Linked DNA regions of Mus musculus: region 2 is linked to region 1. Evidence: chromatin contacts called from public Hi-C data. All regions are on one chromosome and are shown on one strand. The core of a region is the stretch at or near the end of the contact, and the rest is flanking DNA. Distances in the headings are between cores, read along the strand shown. Region 1 overlaps Camk2d (calcium/calmodulin-dependent protein kinase II, delta). Region 2 overlaps Camk2d (calcium/calmodulin-dependent protein kinase II, delta).

Region 1 (5,121 bases), core at 1,037-3,536:
CTAAACCACTCCAGGCTTTCCTCTATTCTTGTTTTCGTTGTAGTTTGTAAGACAGGGTCTCACTTCTCACTCTGTGGCCCTAACTGGCCTGAAACTCGCTCTGTGGTTCAGGCTGATTTGGAACTTAAAGGGATCGGTTACGTCTCCATGTGTGGGGATTAAATGTTTATGCCACCATGCCCAGCATAATTCTTTTTTTGTATAAGTTGGCTATTTGTTTCAGAGGATTGTGGAATTTATATATATATACAATATCACTAAAATAATTTTGACTCTACCTTTTTCTCATATTTTAAGTTTCTGGCCTGTGCATCACTAAGGCCAACTTCGTCATCCTTTGAAAGACTCACTTCCATCTCGGCCTAGAAACCAAGAAGACGCATTTACTTATTTATGTATCTTCCTGTTTCTTTTGATTGTGTTGTTGATGTCTTGTTTTCTTTTTGGCTCTCTCCTTTCCCACCTTTCCCCAAATCCCTGGAGTTCCCCAGTTGTCCCTCTAATGGAACTGATTTAGAATAGCCCTCATTGAGTGATTGCCTCTTTATATAACAGAAACCCATTATGACAGCAGTGGACATGAGCCAGAGTGAAATACCCTGGCATAATAAAAGCTTTTGCTTGTAGAGTAGAGAAGAAAATATATCCATCTTCATCTGCAAATTTCTTATAAGGCAATTCCTATTATCCTTTGAACCTTTTTTTTTTTTAAATTATGAAGCTGACTTTAATCAGTTTAAAAACTCATTGCAGTTTACCAGGATGTTCAGTATAGTTGCAGAGAGAGGGAGTGAGAATAAAGAGATAGAGAAGGAGAGAGAGAGACAGGGAGAGAGACACAGAGAGAGAGACAGAGAGACAGAGAGGCAGACAGCTCTGAATATGTCCACTCTTACCAGGCATAAAGATTACCCTAATAAAAGAAATAAGCCAATCACATCAAGGCCCAGAACCAGATGATGGTCAGTGGAAGAGAGGCTGCTGGGGTCACTGCAGAGCATGAGAGTCTCTGACTCACACGCATTCGCTGGCTTAGGCATCGATCGCAACAGTGAGCTGCCAGAAAAGGAACAGTTCTTGCTTTGTGCTGCAGAGTTCCCTGGCCTAAGAGCCTGTCACCGCTCCAGTCCCTTTCCTACTGCTAGTGATTGATACTGCTGTCTCAGCTCAGGCTGGAAATGGACTGCTGAGGCTCTGGGCAATTCATTCTGTACGCTGGCAGGCTGGACTCCTGGGCATCCACGCATGGCTTCACAAACAGCTCTGTGGATGACCTGGATCCGTGACAGCTCCTCTGACCCTGTTCTTTTGTCCTCTGCCCTTATTGGACTTTAATGCCTTGTTTGCCGCGTATGCTCCAGGACACAGGAATCCCTTCCTGTTGAAATGTCACATATTTTACTACTAATTGGGACGATTATAAACTGAGGAACCACGGTATAACTGATCTTTCTGTAATGTTTTCTCTTTTTCTGGATGTTCATAGTTCTTTGATTGCTTCACTCCTCATCCTTGAGTTGTGCAGCATAGAGAGACCCCCCCCTCCATTTCTTCATGAGAAACCTGTCTAAAGTAATTTATAGTTTTGTTGAGGTGTTTTCATTTCCTTGTCCTTAATTTTAAAGTGTAGCATATCACTTTTATTTCATGGGTATATTGTAGCCCAAGTCTAGTATTTATTTTGCAAACCAAAAAATTTAACAATCACTGTGAAAGCCTCATGGTTTATCACAGGGCAGATGGTGTAATAATTTTAATAAGTGGCAATAACTTTATTGTATTTATTTTATAGCAGTATTCTAATTATTAGATATTTTGATAGTATTTTATTTTTATAAATATCTGTTTCATAATTACACAGAGTACCAAACTTCCAGTTCTTTATTCTGTTTGGAAGAAGAAAGCTTTAAGAAAAATAGGTAGATTTTTTTTAGATAGTAATAACCTGAAACGTATTGATTCTGAACATTTCATATAATTATCTTATATTTCATATAATTATCTTATTACTTTCCAGACTACTCTATGTCTCAGGAAACCAAATCTCCATTTTTTAAAACTCAGTTCACTGTCAGTAACTGATCCTGTGCCTATATAAATCGGGACTCTGTGAGTCTCAGAGATGTTAATTAAATTTGGTTGAGCTTGCTTAGTTTACAGAGGGTGGAACCAAGATTCAAATACGTTTGTTTGACTCCGAAGTTCACATTTTGATCTGACTTCCTCATCTGCACAAGGCCCCCAGGGCTCTGTGTAACAGCATTACTTTTCATTTGCATAAAATACTGAAGTTGGGTGCCAGCTGTGTCAGGAGCATCAGCCCTGTGAGGGAAGCTTGGACTGTTCACAGGAACCTGTAAAAGAAGTGCCCGCACTAGGTATGTGCGTCAGCTGTGAAATATTTTCTAGAGTCTTGACTATCTCCAAGGACCAGAAGAAGCAACAGTATCGCCCCTAAGTCAAAACTATGTCGGTAGCTGCTACCAGGTGATGATCATGGCTACAGTAGACAGACTGCTAGCTGAGTGTTGGACAGGACTCTCTGATTCCATAGGGTATCAAGGCCTTTCCTGTCTCGAATGTCTGTCTTCAGCTCAGGCCCCCATTGTTGTTGAGTGAAAGTACTCTGAGTGACTCCATCCCCTCCTGGGTAGTACCAAGTCCACTGGGGCCTTCTTGGTTCTAGTCTTCCTCAGTCCCTCTAGACTTGAAAAGTGAGTTACCTCTTGGGGCTTTTGTACAATACTTGGGTTTTCAAGCTTGCACCTCTGTCTCAACTTTCTTGTTTCTAGTCTCCTTCCTCTGTGTCCAAGGGCATCTTATGAACATTCTGGCTTTCCTTGCTCCACTCTTCTCTTTGACATTTACCTCTAGACGTATTCCTTGTTGCCTACTAGAATATTCATATGGAATTGTATCAATACCTTCTTCATTATACTATACTGAAAACTGTATGGATTTGAACCCCTACCCAAACCTGCTCCTGGGGTTGTGTTAGCCTGTGAGGCTTCTGCCTTGCCTTAGAGATGTACCTAGACTGAAGACTCCCCAGTGTTCTCCTGTTCACCTTTTCTTTTTCTTTTTTTTTCTTTTTCTTTCTTTTTTTTGTTTGTTTTTTGTTTGTTTGTTTGTTTGTTTTGAGACAGGGTTTCTCTATATAGCCCTGGCTGTCCTGGAACTCACTCTGTAGACCAGGCTGGCCTCGAACTCAGAAATCCTCCTGCCTCTGCTTCCCAAGTGCTGGGATTAAAGGTGTGCCCCACCACTGTCCAGCCTGTTCACCTCTTTTTCCTTGAGGATTTATATAATCAAATTCCTCTCCCTCTAACTTCCTCAATAGCTTATAAATTGGTCTCTTCTCCTTGGTACACACTCCATAGTCCTGCTCTGCTAAGCCTTTTTTTAGAACTCCCCTTGGCTACTGAGTGAAGAATCTTCTACTGCAAACTCAGCATCATTTCCCTTGGTAATACCTTTTCTTAGAGAGGCCCTTAGTTCCTCAAGCTAAATTCTAAAATCCTAACATTGGAAATGATAACATTCTAAAATGGTTCTATATATGTTCTCAAAACACATACATGCAAATTCAGATCATGCAATTTCATATTTTCTCAACCTTTCTCAGTGTTTTCCCTACCTTTACTTTTAGGGTAGTTATTACTCTCTTTTCTCTTTCCCTCTCAATCTAGGCATTTGACACCGGTTTTAGAGCCTTTGAGGCATGCTATACCCCTGGGATACCCTGGGATACCCAGCCTATGGCCCCCCTTTTCTTTCAGCCTCATCTCTGGGTGTCACCCCCAGCCTTTCTTGGCATTCCTAATTTGGTGGGTGGTTCAGAGATGTGAGGGAGCCTCCTTTTCTTGTTTGTCCAGAGGTCTTGCATAGGTTGGGGATGGCTAAGGAACCATGTTATCTTCTGTTCACACGTGGGATTGTCCTTGACCTGAAGGACTTTATTCAAGCTTTCTCTTTAGACACAGACTATCACACAAGCTGTTCTTAAAACTGTGGCACAAGCTATGTTATACCAATCATTTGAATCCCTACGCATAGCTTCAATATTCACTAATCATGTTATGCTTGCATTTTTTTTTCTCAGTGTCATTAAGATGTCTGGGGACAGGGAAGAAAGTAGATTAAAGTGTCTCCTTTTTTAAGTCACTCCAGAAGATCTGCCCTCCCCACCGTCTCACCCATAACACGGCTTTGCATCCTTGGAATGTCTCTGTATTTATCTAAGTTATTTTTTTTCCAGTGAATGAAGTTAGTACAGGACAAATTGGGAGGATATTCGGGTAGTACTCTCTTTAGAGTTTCCTGTAGGAATCAAGAGTCAGAACAAAGCCTTACGGGGTGCTTGCTGAGGGCCACAGCTTCTTGCCAAGCTGGAGGAATTTTTTTACTTTTTCCTAAACCTCACTTTGCAAATCCTCACTTTGTCATGAACTAGCCATGGCATCTTACCTCTGATTCAAAGCTGTTTTGTTCTTTCTTCTTATTATTATTTTTTTGAAAGTGCAGCTGGCAGAAACAAGAGCACATTCCGTATCTTATAAGTACCCAACCTTCCCTCTTGGACATTACCCTCTGTGGGAGTCACACCTCAGAAAAGACAACACAGAGCCTCCTGCCTGGTTCTCATTAGTCACTTGTTCCCATTGTCTGAACCCCTAACTCATTCCTCTCTCACACACTGTCATTCTCTCATGACCCTTCCACCCAGGGCAGCCTGTGACTATTTTTGATCTAGGCAGAACTTTCTCTGTTTCCCATCAAGATCCATAATTCTCAACATGGTATGCTAATCAGGCATCTCTTTTCTCATCTGAACTTGTTTTTTCATATTGCGCTTAGATAAATGTACATAACCACTGCACATAGCTTATGGTCCAAGAACTTGGAACTTGGGCTTTATCTATTGGGGAGACACTGGAGCTGCACATTAGAGGTTTGGCAGAAGTGAATGCACAGAACAGTTCTTTTTCTTCGGACTTAAACGGGGTGGGGGGGGGGGAAGGGGACAGGAGGGGACGGGAGGGAAGGGGAAGAGAAGATCTGTGCTAGATAGGGGTAGTACGGAGAGGCTCTGTTTGTGGACAAGGACAGTGCTATTAATCC
Region 2 (5,818 bases), core at 158-2,657, 110 kb after region 1:
CCTCTGTTGTCACAGTGGTTTTGTTGTTGTTTCTGGTTGCTTGTTTTTCAATTCCCTGTTATTGATGATATCGCTGGTGGTGTTGCTGTTTGCAGTGAATTTGAAGAGAATCGGGGAGTTCCACTTTTTGTTAAATATGTTTGCTGTCAATCTATATGAATTACAGTAACATACATTTGAGTAAGTTGCTGAATGAAGACTAATGTGCTCTACCTGTTGTAAGTTATATGTATACTGTGTTCATACCAACACTCACATGTCTGAAGGATAAAAGGAGATATGCTCTCTATATATTCTATGTCTAGCTTATAACTTGGTATACATTCATTTTCATATTTAAGGGAGGAAAATGCATCAGATAAGATACTGATTAAGTCACAGGTCTTTTCCTTACTCTAATCATTAACGTTGAAGGATCAGGAAATATATTTCATCTCTGGATCAATATTTAGTTGACCCATGTTGAAAATGTGAAGTGTTTTGTGTCGTCATCTGGTGTGTACATTAGTGTCATGACACTGGAGATGTTCTAGGTCCCCAAAAGATTTGAGGTAGTCAGGACCAGCACATATGAGAATAATCCCATTAATGGCACTATCAAATGAAAGACCAGGCATAGCAGCTGGTGTGGACACTGCCGTAATTGTAAGGGTTGCTGCATGCTATTTATTGCTTATATGAATTCATTTTCTTTAAGTGCATGGGATTAACCTTCATTTTGAGATTAAGTCTGAATGCTACATCACATTAAAGAAATGCATGGGTGTTTTTCCCCCTTTGGTTTTGTATGTGTGGAGACTCTGGACATTAGCTAGTTTATCTCTTTGGTTTAAATATTATATATGGTATATATGCATATAAATAGATGGCTTTCTAAAAATACCAAATCTATAAATGGACACTGACTGGAATTTTTTTTAAACTATCCTCCAAACCCTGTTTTCCATTCACTGAACATACAGCTATTAACTGGAAGGTTGGTCCCAGTTATTTTCAGCTCTGGCCTTTAATCATTCCAAGTGGAAAATGAGTACTTACAAATACTACAACATATCTTTACTAGAAAGCGTTTCATTACTGAAGTGTAATAAAAGCCTTTATGAAGCTCCTGTAGGAAGTGTCTCCCCTCCAGCAGTAGCAGTACACTTGTGAATGTGCTTGCTACTCCCCACCTTCATTTGCAGACTCTCAATGATCTTTTGTCTTTTCCTTGTGGGAAGAGATTTTGTAACCCGTTCTGAGTTAAGAAAGAATGAAAAAAAAAAAAGAATGAATGAATGAAAATAAGTCTAACTGACCTTGAAAACATACTATGCCTTACGATCTCAGTGTCCTAAAGATAAACCTGAAACTTTGTGACAGCTGTGCTCAGCCTGGCTCAGCTGGATAGTCCCAGCTTCTGATGAAATGAGCGCCCTTTCTCCACACAGGTGCAGGGTAGACAAATAGCAAATTCTATACTCAACACAGTGCCCAATGCAAAAACTTGCTACTTTTGAGGTTCATTAGGGAAAGAAAAAAAAAACATGTATTTTAAATTTAAAATTTATTCTGCTGAAATATTCCACTTCTCCTAAAAACACACTGTATGAGGCACTGTAATGTGAACTCATGCAATTCATCTTCAAATAAACTACATACTTCTTCTGCTTCTACAAATCACCTGGATTTATCCTGCATCCGTGACTAGGCAACCAGAGTGCTCCCTTTGAAATGTTTGCAGCATATGACATCTTGTTTCTGTTGAAAGTCACTTGACATATGTGTCCATTTGCATGTCGGCATATGCACACAGCCTGCTGAAGAAGTTTGCATGATCTGTATGCATCACCAGCCAAGTTTGTCATAAGAGCTAGCTCTCTGTTTTGTGAAGCTTAAAGCTGTGTTTCCCTCTGCACAGGAGTCAACTGAGAGCTCAAACACCACCATTGAGGATGAAGACGTGAAAGGTAGGCTTGAGGCAAAGAGTGGGAAAGCCCTAATTCACAGAGCCACATCCATCACAGCAAAGCTTGTTCACTTTAAACTAGGAAGAAGATTTATCCCAAAAGAAATTCTTTTTTGTTTTGTTTTATGAATACATTATTCTGGATAATGAATCACTCTGTGAATATGTCAGCTTTTTCACATTTCATGTGATTTAAATTTAAACATGTGTTCTGTGCAAGCATATTGTTGACATTGCAGCTAACGACTGATTTTAAACATGTCAGTCAAAAGTTGAATAAAATATATATACATTTTATATATATCATTAAAGCTTGTATAGAAAACTGTATTCAAGATTATATTCTGAAGAAGTGTTATGAAAATATTCTAATAATTTTTAACGGTCTCCATTGAATATCAATGGAGCTTTATGATTTTGGGAGCTTTTTGGCTTGGGTTTCATAGACTTTCTTAATATAGCTTTGACATCCATTTCATTTTGTTTGCCAAAGCTATCAAGCTATTGAAATCACAGAACCACCGCACAAACATGCTCAATATGTACTTCAGGTTTACTCTACTTCCTCTGACCACATAGTTGGTTTTGAAGTGTTAATTTTGCTCCATTTTCTTGTGCAGTTTTGTGTTCTTGCTGTAGCTCAGTATGTATAGCTTCCTCTTTGCTTGGGTAGAATATATTCTGAAATATTATTATAATAATAAAGATATTTAAAATAAACATTTAAAGGAGGGTAAAATATATTTGAAGAATTGAAAAAATGTGATTCATCCATTAGCTAAATCTTAACTGGGAAGTACCTTTTGTAAAAATGTCACTAAATTCTATAATTCTTTAGGTAGCGTTAATGAAATAGTCTCGAAAAACATATGAACTTGTGTTATAGAATAAATAACCAGTAAGTAGATCTCAGGTCCAGGAGGAAGATGGACAATTTAGGAAATGAAAATGGCTGCAGGCCACAGTTGGCAGTCACCTCTGCTGCTCCTTTTCTTCTTGGTTAAGTAGAGCACTGGCACTGTTCAGGCATACTCTCTGTATTACTAGGGCACTTCCCTACTTCTCTTAAAGAAAGACACTCATTGTTTCTTAGAGTGCAAATGTAGAGATCAGTGTCAAGGCTACGATTAAGTCTACGCCTCCCATTTTTGCTGAGTCATTGATATTACGTAAAAAACATATGTGTTAACCAAATAAACAGATGCACCATTTAGCTTTGCCAGTGATTCAGGAAGGATCATCTTGTGAATGTTTTAGCATTAGCTCTTCAGTTAAATAAAATGTTGCACATGGTTTTGATACCAGCTTAGGTAAGTGTTTGGTGGACACTCCCAGAGAGAGTCTAGGTCATTGTGCACCAGAACAAAGAGCTGAGCCAAGGCTGATGCAGCTGAAGTAAAGACCATTTATTTGAGAGAGAGAGACAGACAGACAGACAGACAGACAGAGACAGAGACTTCCAGCAGAGGAATTAGGCCAGGGGAGAGAGAGCTCAGAGCAGGAGTAGCCTGGCTTCATGGAGGATGGAGATGTTGTATGTTATGGAATGTGATCTTTCTGTCCCTATTGCATTGCCTGATTTTTTTTCACACATTCTCTGTTGCATGTAGTTCTATATACAGCTTCATGTATTCCATATTATAATGAACCATGGGCCACTTTAAACACTGTAAAACTCTTCCTATGAGTGGCAGGGTTCTGCTGGCCTCAGCTAAGGGTATCCTGCCCTCCTCTTTGCCAGCTACTGTTTTTCTCATATGTTATTTTTTTTTTTTTTCAGTCTTTGCTGAGGCCTACAGGTCTTAGCTTCCACCCTGCTCCCTGGTCTCTATTTTTAATCAAGTGTCTGAAAACCTATCCGTTATCCACCAGAGGAGCGAATATTTAAATAACTGAGTATAGCGAAGGGAATCCCAACACCTCAGTATATGTAGTTCATCCACCTAGGACATTTTCACACCTTGGTAATTATGAGAATGGCTTTAATTTATAATGTTTCTCATCTGAGTTTGACTTGAGCTATTAAGTACTTGCTCAGGATAACTCTCTCTTTCATTTATCTACATATCAGTGTGTCTATTACAGTCTCTCAGGTGAGCATGGGAGCACACACCTGTAATCCCAGCACTCAAGATGCTGGGGCAAAAGGACACAGAGTTTAAGGTTAAAAGTGGATATAAAATGAGGTCTAGACCTGCCCTGTGGACATAGTGAGACCTGACTCAAAGAAACAAGTCAAAATAAAATGAGCCAAAGTTTCCCTTGGGGATTTGAAAAATTGATGCACTATTTGTTTTTAGGGTTATAACAGACTTATACACACAAAATTTTAGAAATTAAGTATAAAACTAAGATTAACAAGTATAATATAAGATTAAAGAAAATGTCTAGGTAATAATTGAGCACAGGGTGCTCACATTTATTTTCTGGAACCTAATGAATAAATTTCATTTCTGCTTGATCATACTGGTATAGACCATATAGGCCTCAGCTGTCTTCCCTCTAAAATATATGCAGCCCTTTGAGAGCAGATCCTTTTAATGTTGGTAGATTCTAGAAACCTTTAGGACTATCTACGCTTCTGAAAATCACCCAGGCACCATTGTAGATATAAGTAGGTAAAAGGTGAAAGACAGGAAATGGTTTTAATGCATTTATTTTGTTGGCGATTTCTTTCTGCAGGAATAGCTCCCTCTGTCAAGTCACTGAATAATTACCTAAGAAAGGGCTGATATATTTAAGTGATGTGTATAGTTTTGCCATACTCTGTGTAGTTTAGTAGAAAGTATGTTATTGTCTTATTCTGTGAGAAGGCAAAGCCCTATCTTCCATGTACGAACTGATAAAGACAATTATATAATTTGACCAAAACTATATCCTCTACGCATGACTAATCCACATCAAGAAAATACTTTTACTTTCTTCTACTGCCTATGCTATCTGAGCAAGGTTGTGTACAGCATTGTTACTCAAGTGAAACCCCACCCCTGGCAGCAGACTCATCTAGACCAGTTTCCATAGCATCGTCCTATGTGGCTAGCACAGGTCCTCTCCCATGAAACACAGCCAGCAGCAGCACCTACGGTTAAGCTGCTCATGGAGGCGCATGCCCTTGTTAGGATATCACAGGCTTCCTATACTAATGCCTAGTTCTCGTCAGCTACCCAGGAAATGAGTGTTTCTGTCTCTCTCTACTGCAGAGAGCATGGGTAACTCCCACATAAGGTGACCTAATGAGAGGAATTAAGTACATCAGCTTCTTGGTGGTAGCAGGGACCCACGAGGCCAGCTGTTGCATAAGGAAACTCAAGTAGAAAGCAGATGAATGGAGCAGAATTCTAGGCAGAGACTTTGGATCACTCTTGATACTAGGATGGGAAAAGACCTGTTTTCATTTAGCTCTGCTTGTTAAGTGTCCCTTCACAGTGGCTTGGATTCCCTGAAGATCCAGTTCACATGTTACTGGTAAACTACCTACTATGTTTATTTCAGTTTCTTCATTCATTCAGCAAATACTCACAGAGTGCATGCTGAGTACACATTGTTCAGCCAAGTACCGAGTGGGTCAGCAGATTTCAAAGCTGTCAAGCTGGAACATTCTTGTGTATGTTGTGCATGAAAGCTCCCTTCCTAGCAGACAGGCCCATTTCTCCTAACTCAACAAATAGCAAAGAAACAAGGATGAAGTGAGACTCGGGGTTTCTCTATGATTTTGCTAAGAATGCTTTGGTTTGGTTTTTGTGGCGTTTTTTGTTTATCTGCTTGGTTTTGTTTTGTTTTGTTTTGTTTCGTTTCGTTTAAATATACTTAAGAATCTGAGGATGGTGGTGCCTTCCTATAATCCCAACTCCAGGGGGCTGCAGCTGTAGA

What was found. A called contact is a pair of places that touch in the nucleus more often than the background predicts.
Region 2: a contact with region 1 is called in a Hi-C map of germinal center B cells, with 2.5 times the contacts expected there. The contact joins two enhancer-like sites. A contact is called at or near these places in 2 of 15 datasets of contacts at CTCF or cohesin (large pre-B cells and pro-B cells), 6 of 484 Hi-C or Micro-C datasets (the N1E-115 cell line, centrocytes, germinal center B cells and 2 more), 4 of 115 datasets of contacts at active chromatin or transcription factors (the 230-238 cell line, bone marrow-derived macrophages, pancreatic cancer cells and 1 more) and 2 of 9 other capture datasets (adipose tissue and liver).

The regions. Positions count from the first base shown.
Region 1 is chr3:126,694,500-126,699,620 of GRCm38.p6, forward strand. All of the region lies in intron 3 of Camk2d (calcium/calmodulin-dependent protein kinase II, delta), which reads left to right. Among named protein-coding and RNA genes, the nearest start is that of Gm15551, 28 kb to the left of the region's middle. Within about 2 kb of position 2,287, at least 201 of the 459 cell types and tissues checked have an H3K27ac peak or open chromatin away from gene starts, as enhancers often do. A contact at or near this core is called in centrocytes, germinal center B cells and pro-B cells, where this site is marked.
Region 2 is chr3:126,808,739-126,814,556 of GRCm38.p6, forward strand. Camk2d (calcium/calmodulin-dependent protein kinase II, delta) reads left to right here. Exons shown (of 21, transcript NM_001346635.1): 16 at 1,901-1,949. Among named protein-coding and RNA genes, the nearest start is that of Gm15551, 140 kb to the left of the region's middle. Within about 2 kb of position 1,408, at least 26 of the 459 cell types and tissues checked have an H3K27ac peak or open chromatin away from gene starts, as enhancers often do. A contact at or near this core is called in centrocytes, germinal center B cells and pro-B cells, where this site is marked.